Regions from separate parts of the Lactuca sativa genome. Here region 2 is linked to region 1. A link is a contact called in public Hi-C data. All regions are on one chromosome and are shown on one strand. The core of a region is the stretch at or near the end of the contact, and the rest is flanking DNA. Distances in the headings are between cores, read along the strand shown. Region 1 holds the start of LOC111880534. Region 2 holds the start of LOC111880497 (protein PLASTID TRANSCRIPTIONALLY ACTIVE 10).

Region 1 (4,734 bases), core at 1,203-3,702:
CAATGAAAACAAAGATTAAAATGTTAATAATGTGAGGTAAATGATTCAAAAAAATATAAATGAAAAAGGGAAAGAAAGAAAGAAAGTTACCTTATGTTCCATTGAATGAACTTTAAGAACTTTCTTGTTAACTCCTCTTTTACTGTATGGAATCAATTATAAGATCAAACATCATGAGGGCATAAAAAATTAATTACAATCTACTGGATTAGAAATTGAACTTACATGTCCCAGACAGTTTGATCAAAAGCCATTTTCATTGTCCCCAAGAAGCATGCAAACACTCTTCAACTGAAACTATTCATGGAAATCAAGAGACTACTCATATCATAGTGTACCACTAACCAAGCAAATTGTATTATAAATTAAGATTACAACAATTTATAAGAAAATACCAAAGAGGCATATACTATGAATGTTTAGAACATCAATATATAGCTTATCTAATAATGATTTCTTAAAATACTTAAATATTTGATACCTTTCCTTGGAATACACTTCCTCCCATTGTCCACTACATGAATGCTTAGTCCATAACTGCACTTATAAGTGGATCCTAAAACAAGGAACCAAATTGCTACCTGTCACAGTAGGTATTATCATATTATTCATATACTGAGATGCTCAAAGGTTAATTTATCTCTATGGACTATGGGTCTAGACATTATGGAAATCATGATTACTGTCGTTTTGAAATTAAGCCCCTTTTTAAATGCCTACACCCAATACAAAATTCATATCACTTTATATCTAAAACAGAATCCATATGATACTTTTTATAATCCAAAATATTACAATCATCAGGAGGTAGAAATTAGGGTTAAGATGATAATTAATATGAAAATTCTTATTGACTAAACACTAAAAAACTCATAGAAATTCATCCAGAGAGACTGAGGGCTTTAAACTCTAATAGAAAAAACAAATCGTGTGTAGACAACGAGAAAACCCTAGAAAAACCAAAATTAAGGAGTTCAGGATTGTAGAACTTAGAAAAACGAGTTGTGATTTGTGCTACAAATGAAAGAGGGGTATATGGAAATAAAACTTACACACTACTAGAAACCAGTATAGAAGCTGATGAAGACTACTTTAGGTTTGCGCGAGTTTACGATAGAGGATATCCAACTGATCGAATGACGTTGGCATGGAAATGGCGAGTCAACAACGAAGGTAGACGGACGACATGAAAGCCAACGAGGACGTGATTTCTAAGCTTTTCCTATACATCAAAGAGAGGCGATGCAAGTGGACGGTGGTGGAGCTGATTTTCCGGGCGGAGGAGGGATTCGAGTCGACGGGGGTTTGATTAGGGCTTTGGGAGAAAATTGTGTAGAGTTTTGGAAGAAATCATAGGGAAGGAAAATAAAAGCGTGGAATGAAAATAAAACGATGGAACGAAAATAGAAAGAAAAGCGGGGAATAAAAAAAGGAGTCTTCGATTTTCTGCGACCGATTGGCGAGGGGATAAAAAAAAAGGTCGTGTAATTTTTAGGAATCGGTCGCTGTTCCCTCGCTAAGAGGTTTTAATTTTGTGACGGATTATCGAGGGAAGGCTTTTGTCGATAAATTCTTACCAATCCGTCTTTGATTGCTCGGTAATACCTCTCTAAAATTCTGTAAGGGTTTTGGTTGAAATATTTGCGCGTTCCGTCACTAATCCCTCAGTAAGTCGTCACTGATTACCTGCGGATAGAATCCGTCGCTAATTTCGTTGCTGAAAGTCAGGTTTCTAGTAGTGAGTTAGGTATACGTTAAATTAGATATATCATAAGGATAAAGTCTTTAAAAAACGAACATCTTTTGTGGGTTCATTATTAAAGCCCGTATTTATGGAAGTTAACAAGATTTATTTTATTTTATTATTATTATTATTTTTTTAAATTCAATTTCTAAAAAATGAAAGAATGAATGAAATAAAATATATAGTTTACATTAAACTTAACAATAATGATACTTGGAGCATTATAACATAATATATATTATATTATATGAAGCCAATAATTAAACATTTCAATGACAAAAATAATTGTTTTTAATCTTTTAATAAATGTTAAATTAAATTTTGTAATAAGTGATGTTTTAAAATAAGTTTTATTGACTTCTGGAGTTCAATCGTATGGTTAAAAGAATAACAAATTTATGTAAAGAACAAAATAAAATAATAATATGAAATCTTCAGAAAAAATATTAAAAAAAATATTCACTACTTTTAGATAAACTTTTATAGAAATAATAAAATTATATAAATTACTCATCAATATTTGATTAGCACAAATCATTTAAATGATTCTTAAAACACTGATTTACTGACTGTATATTTTATATGCAATCTTACCTGAAATAGATATTCACTTAATGATTGAATATTTGACTTGGATATTATAAAATGATATAGGTATGTTTTTTCCTTTTTTAAGTTAAAAAGAATAACAGAAAATCTTTGTGACTCCTTTATATGTGTACCATTCCCATCGTCTGATCTTTATGTGCATTGCCAAAGCATACAAAAACTTGGCAGAGACAGACAGAGAGGAGGAGGTGGGGCACGGTGCATTAAATGGACGGTAGAGGTGGTTGTTGTATAGCAAGATGCTCCAGCAGTGGAGGTGGTGGTCGGATGAGCATGAGTTATGGTATGTCGAAGGTGGAGAAAATAATGCTCAAGTTCAGGCCCATCGCACCGAAGCCTCTAGCTGCTGGATCTGGTTCTAGTTGCTCCACGATGGAGGACACCGATGGCTATGGAGGAACTCGACGACGTAAGCGAAAGTACGTTAGGGTTAACGGCAACAAAGCGAAGAAGGATACAAGTACTGTTTCGAAGAAACGAAAGGCTTCAGCGTCTTTGCCTTCAGTAGTTTCTGGTGGTGGAGACGCGGTGGTGACGCTGTCCTTGATGCCGGAGACGCCGGATCGGAAGGAGAAGTCACCGGCCAGGAGTTCATCAACTGAAAATCAAGATCTGGTCATATCTCCGTCCCCCTTAGTAGTAAACCGTAACAAACTTGCACCGATCTATTTTGATGGTCACGTGCGAGGAACGGAGAGCCACTTGGTTCCTGTTACCGATCATTCTGTTGCGATGGCGTCACCTCTACCACTACGATCGCAGGTTGTTTCCTTCGTGACGATGGAAAGCGTGACAGAGAAGTGGCTGAACGGTGACGGAATAGGATTTACAGACGAAGCGAGGGTGATGAGCATGGAGACGGACGCGTGTCCGTCATTCATCACGAGCAGCCGTGACATGGTGGTGTGGACGAATAAGGCGTATAGTGAGATGACGGCCGGTGGTGTTGGAGACGAGACGGTGGTGGTGGTGAAGAAATATAATCGGGTACCGATGCCGGTGTCTCTTCCGTCGTTCACGTGCAAGGTGAAGGTCACGTGGGGTACTGAAAAAACTTCGTCTTCTTCGAACCTCACGGCGCCGTGCGACGTGTGGCGGTTGCAGCACGGTGGTTATGCATGGCGGTTAGACGTTAAAGCAGCGCTGTCTTTGGGCCGCTAAATTAGCTGAAGTTGTGTTAGTTATACTTCGTCGATAAGCCTAGTTTTTTGCTTTTAAAAAAAAAATCCAATGAAGATAAAGGGTGTAGATTAAAAGACAATTAATCCATATCATTTGTACATGTTCTAATGTTCCTTATTTGATCCTTAATTACGTTACTAACATTTATTTTAATGTTTGTTATATTGTATTATTAATATCTCCCTTGTCTGGAAGGGTGTGCTTGTCGAGCAAATTAGTTTATCCCACATGAGCTCGATATGTTACAATTACTTCACGACTCTTCTTGGTGCCGTGGGCAAAAAAAAAACGAAACAATACGAAAAACTAAAAATAATTGAAAAACAAGCAATTTGGTGGTAGGTTCTGTACAAAAACCAAATACAGATGGAAAAACTTATTCAAGAAAAGTAGGCATCCAGATTTTCGATGGGTTCCCACATGTGTCATCTTCAAACAAATCCCCTACAAATAGTTAGTTATTTCCAAAATATTAGGGTTAACCATACTATCCAAACTACATCCCCTAACTCTTACGTTTTTCCTGTTGATGCACAATGATCCATATAACAAATTCAGGGCCACAATCATTTTGAAAAACTTTGATTTTTTAGAAATTAAATTGAGTTTGCACAAGTTTGATAAAGGCTGTTAATACCGAGTAGAAACTTGATTTGGTTTTTAATGGGTAAAACCATATGAAACGTGAGTAATCATCAACAAAAACTACATAATATAGATAGCCATTTAAGTAAACAAGTACTCGTCCCCACAAGTCATAATGAATTAAATCTAAAGGAAATAGAGAACGTTTAGAATTTAATTCAAATGGTAATCAGTGTCCCTTAGAAAGCTGACAAGGTTTGCAAATGTTTGATTTAGGTAAAACTAAAATAACATGTAAAGCACCTAATTTATTCAAAAAAGAAATAATATCAAATAAAACATGTCCAAGGCGATTATGCCATAATTCAAAAGATGCCTTCTTAGAAACACTAGAAACTGCAACCAAAGCGGTTGGATGATCACGAAGCACATAGAGTCCCTCTTCACATATTCCTTGAGTTATCACTTGCTTGCTTTCCCTGTCTTGAATATGAGAAAATGGTTGAGAGAAGAGGACATCAACCAGATGATCCATGGTGAGTTTGCTAATAAACAAGAGATTTTTAGTGAGCTTGGGAATAACCAATACATCACATAATTCAAGTTTATTAGAA
Region 2 (4,734 bases), core at 1,591-4,090, 140 kb after region 1:
GCTAAACCACAAAAAAAAAAAACATAACATTAAATGAAAGAAATAGCATAGCATTGTATAATTTTTTTAAAGTGGAATGTTTTAATAAGAAAAAGTTACCAGCTTATGTCTCGAAGTAAGGCTTCTCTTTCCTCAACTGAGCGTCGCCAATGAACAAAATCGTATTCGTCCATCTCATGATTACGTCTTAACTTGTCGATTTTGTAAGATGTTGCGCCTTTTTCCATTGCTTCGATTTTCAATTTATTATGATGCTGTGCAAACCCCAAATATACATATACATGATGTTAAATTCCATAGGAGGCAAACGGGAAATAAGCTGACATCAATCAAATTCAAAACAAACCTGGCGCTCTGCGTATGCAGCATCTAGGTCAAGATCTTTCACGCTCACATTCTGATGAATACATGTTAAAAGAAATGTCACTTAATAATAATATTCATAAATGATGATTGAACAAGCAAAAGCCAAGTGGTGAGTACTGACCACAATCCTTTTGGGTAGTAAAGTTTGGTTATAATAATCTTGGCTGTATTCGACACTGTTTTCTTCATTGAATTCCACCTCATCGCTCAACTCTGACAATTTTTTACCCTCGTATTTTTCTGGGTTCATCTCCATATCATCCATAATCAACTGTTCTGCAACATGTATTTGCCATAACTGCAAACCAAATTCATTATTATTCAATGGTATTTGGTCAACTATCAACTGTCAACTGTCAACTGTCAACTGTCAGACAACAAGAGAGGATATACATACCGTATTAACGTAAGGGTGATTACATATTAAAGGTTCTTCCTCCACCTTGATTCCCGGATCATCCTTAGAAATTGGTGGCCTTCTACAATCACGCTGTTAATAAGTATTGAAAACCATCAGTAAATCCATGTATACATACATACGTACGTAAATATAGTAATATATAAGAAACCATTAAACAAATAAAACTTACGCGCAACTCATCCATACTAGTATCTTCCTCCCGATGGAAAATTGGTGGGTAGTCAAACCTCTTGAAACTGTAGGTAAAAAGTCAAAGATCAAACATTTTGCTATAGTTTTGAGCTGATTAACATTCTATGTATAAAAGATATAAAACTGGAAAACATACATAAGGTGATCTATATTAGGATCAACAAAACGCATCTCGATTGGAAATCGGAAACGGTAAGGATCTCGTTTGGCCTGAAAAAAATAAAAAAATAGACAGACATTTGACTTGAGCAACATAATACAAAAATACAACATTTTTAAAAGGAATAAGGAGCAGAAATATGCATTTGAAGAGCCATAACTCACCAGAATTTCAACAATGACATGCATACCAACTTTTATATGATGTCGGATCCAATACCAATCATTACGTTTAATTGGGACCCACCTGAAATGACCATGGAGCTTTACTTAGAGTTAAGAGTCTAAAAAGCTATATATATTGTATACAAGTGTTTCTTTTTTTTTACTTAATGCAGAAATAACGACTTAATAGACCAGAGAAACGACTTAACGACTTAATACACATCATTTATCAAGACTTACCCATCATGAACACCTCCAATGTCAACGAAAGCTCCTTGATAAAGATGCAAAGTAGTCACTTTACCAACACAAATCTGCACAAGATATACATATATGTATGTATGTAAGTACGTTTATAGCATGAATTGCTATTTGGATAATAAGATTTACAGGTTCATTTTGGTAATAAAATCAATGCAAGTGCATACTTATACATGGCTCAAGAGAATTACAGAGCAGTAAAACTTACTTGTCCGGGGTAGTAAAATGGTAGCTCGTACTGCAGAAGGGAAAGGTAAAGTGGGTAAGAAAACGTAAGATCATCATCGATTTTGGTTCACATTATTTCAAAACTTACCATTCCTTCTTTATAATCTTTCCCTCTTTTCCTTCTACCAGGAAAATAATCTTGATCATACTGTATCAAAAATTATGGATCTCATTAGTGTATAACATGAATAGCTTGGAATTATGGGGTGTTTTCAAAGTGAGTATTAATTACAAGTTGAGGAATTACTATAAGAATTGAGTGTTGGGATGAACCTTATATGATTCCTCCTCCAATCTATCTCTATTCGCATCCACCCATTCGTTATACTGCTTCAGAAACACCTTATATCTGTCCAAACACAAATCATCTGTATTGCTTTTTGCTTCATTCTGTACTTGCTCAAGATCAACTCTAGCTGAAAACTTATGAGCTTCCCTGATAAATTCCAGCTCTTTCTTATCCACTTCCCACCCCTTCGGCGGCCAATCTCGCGGTGGCACGTGACGGACCACCAGCGGCCCTGCCCATGTCGTCTTCAAGGGCTCCGGAATGTCGCCCTTAAGCTCGAACTGTTTCGCGTAAAATTCGTCCTCTGTTAACCCTAATTCTTCCATTTTCTTCTTCCTGTAACTAGGTCTCAACATTTTGAAGGCTTCAATCGAATCAGGATTTTCCAATGCTACTTCTTCTCCTTCGTTGAGTGATTTTCTGGCGAAATCTCCTTCTGGAGTAAGGATTTCCTCCCATGGAGCCCAACCTCCTTCGATCCAGTTGCGGCGACGGGCTTCATCTTCAGTTTCCACGTCTTTGGGACCGAATTTTTCGATGAAATCCTCATCGACCGGGAATTCGTCCGCTGAGAAACCTTTAACGGTGAATTTTCCAGTTGAGATGAAGTGAAGGGATGGGTTTATATTACGGGATTTGAATAGCTTACTAGGATTTAGGATTTTTGGAGGAGGAAGAAAGGAGATGGGATGAGGGTTTAAGAGGGTTTGCATTCTCACTTGCTTGCTCAGAGTGGATAAAGTTGGTTTGAGTAGTTATGTAATTGTAGTGTATGAAACTATGCTGACCGAATTGTAAAGAAAAAGTAAACATAGGGACTGTAATAGGCAATCAATCTTTGTTTTTTTAATTTCAAATGGATCACGAAACTATGGTGAATTGTAAAGATAGGTTTTATAATGGGTTTTGCTATAAGTATCTTTTTTATTTTTTTTTATTTCCTAACTTCATCTAATCGATTATTTATCTTTTGACATTATTTTTTTGTTTTTTTGCTTTTTTTTTTGTTTTTTTTATTGTTCTTTTCTTTTATTTATTAGATTATTTTTATTATTTAAAAAAAACTTATTTTTTTTAGAATTACACTACAAATACAATTACATATTGGAAAATATATTTTTGTTCATTTATTATCATATTTTCATATTGAATAAAAAAGCTTACTTATTATTATTATTATTATTATTATTAATAATAAAAACTTACTTTTCATATTGAAATTACACTCTAAATACAAGCATAATTTTAAATTAGATAAAAAAACTTACTTTTATTTGTCGTTCCATCACATTCATTCATAAACAATCTTTTTTATTATTATTATTATTATTATTTCGTCTATCGGAACATTTTTTCATCATCAACAACTACAATGTTGATCCAGGCTCACCATAACCATTATGTAATGGTTGACTTACAATGAACATATATATTGTCTAATGTTTTGTCTAAACTTTTCCCTATATACAGATCAGAACATTCGATTGCATGGAAAACATTATATAGTGTTCGACTAACTGTTTTCAATCCGCATAACACACCACGCAATTGTTATACTGAACCAATTAATATTTGTGATAAATAAAGACAAACTTTGATTTTGTTCAATTTTATATAGTCGGTTGAATTTTATAATATCGTCCGAATTTTATACGCTTATCGATATTTACAACAACAACAACAACAACAACAACAACAACAATAATAATAATAATAATAATAATAATAATAATAAACAAAAAAAAAAAGATAAAAGGGACAAAAAAAATCACAATGGGTGGAATTGTAAAATAAATGTACTTATAGCATTAGCTTTTACAATTTGCATTTTTTTTCCAAATTATTAACTTTTAAGACCATCATATTTGATATATTTGATATTATTGTCTGAAAAAGATTACCAGTTAAACAAAATAAAATAAACAATAAAGATCATTAAACAAATTTGAAAATTTTCTAAAATACAAATGAAGAAAACTCATGAGACATGATACTTTTGTCAAAATCATTTCTTTTGTATACAATTTAGCTCCTTTTATGTTTATTATAAGAATAGCGTTGTTAAATGAATCTAATCCTTGGATTAATGAATCTAATCCTTTTAATGTTCTTTAATTTATGGGTTGAATTGATAGAAAGAAAAAAAAAATATTGACGGGCTTATTCATTGTTAAAAACTCGAGTTTTTAGAGAAGATTCACTGTCAATCATGTTAGATAATTACAGCTTACAACTGAAACGAAAAATCATTACTGAAGTTTGGGACTTGAGGAGCTAGACTAAAGCCGGTAAACAAAACAAATCGCGTTGATAAGGACTTCCATTGATGATAATATTTCTTTCATAAAGCATGTATGCAGTTAATTATAAGACTTTCCCCGAATGGATGAGAAATTTGTTATAATAGGGAGCGATAGGGTGTACTGACAGTTATGCTGAGGATCTTTTCTTAATCTTATGCCTGGCCCTATGCTTGGTTTTTCCCAAAACTTGATTTCAATAATTTCATGTCAATTTTAAATTTCAATGATTCTGTAATGCTTGTTGACATTTAATCACATCTATGAAACAAATCATTGTAAACTTCGGAGGATATCTTTTAATTAATAAGAATCTCTTTTTATGAAACCTTGAACATTTTCGTGGTGTTAAT

What was found. Hi-C and Micro-C count contacts between places; a contact is called where the count stands out from the background.
Region 2: a Hi-C map of leaf shows a contact between it and region 1, with 2.5 times the contacts expected there. The contact joins the promoter of LOC111880497 here to the promoter of LOC111880534 in region 1. A contact is called at or near these places in 2 of 4 Hi-C or Micro-C datasets (both in leaf).

The regions. Positions count from the first base shown.
Region 1 is chr5:29,106,354-29,111,087 of Lsat_Salinas_v11, forward strand. It overlaps LOC111880534, which reads left to right and starts at 2,453. Exons shown (of 1, transcript XM_023876966.3): 1 at 2,453-3,697. The coding sequence starts at 2,561. The coding sequence ends at 3,514.
Region 2 is chr5:29,248,380-29,253,113 of Lsat_Salinas_v11, forward strand. LOC111880497 (protein PLASTID TRANSCRIPTIONALLY ACTIVE 10) reads right to left here and starts at 2,841. Exons shown (of 11, transcript XM_023876923.3): 1 at 2,066-2,841; 2 at 1,881-1,940; 3 at 1,773-1,802; 4 at 1,544-1,617; 5 at 1,116-1,385; 6 at 957-1,023; 7 at 764-856; 8 at 488-664; 9 at 347-397; 10 at 100-254; 11 at 1. The coding sequence starts at 2,794.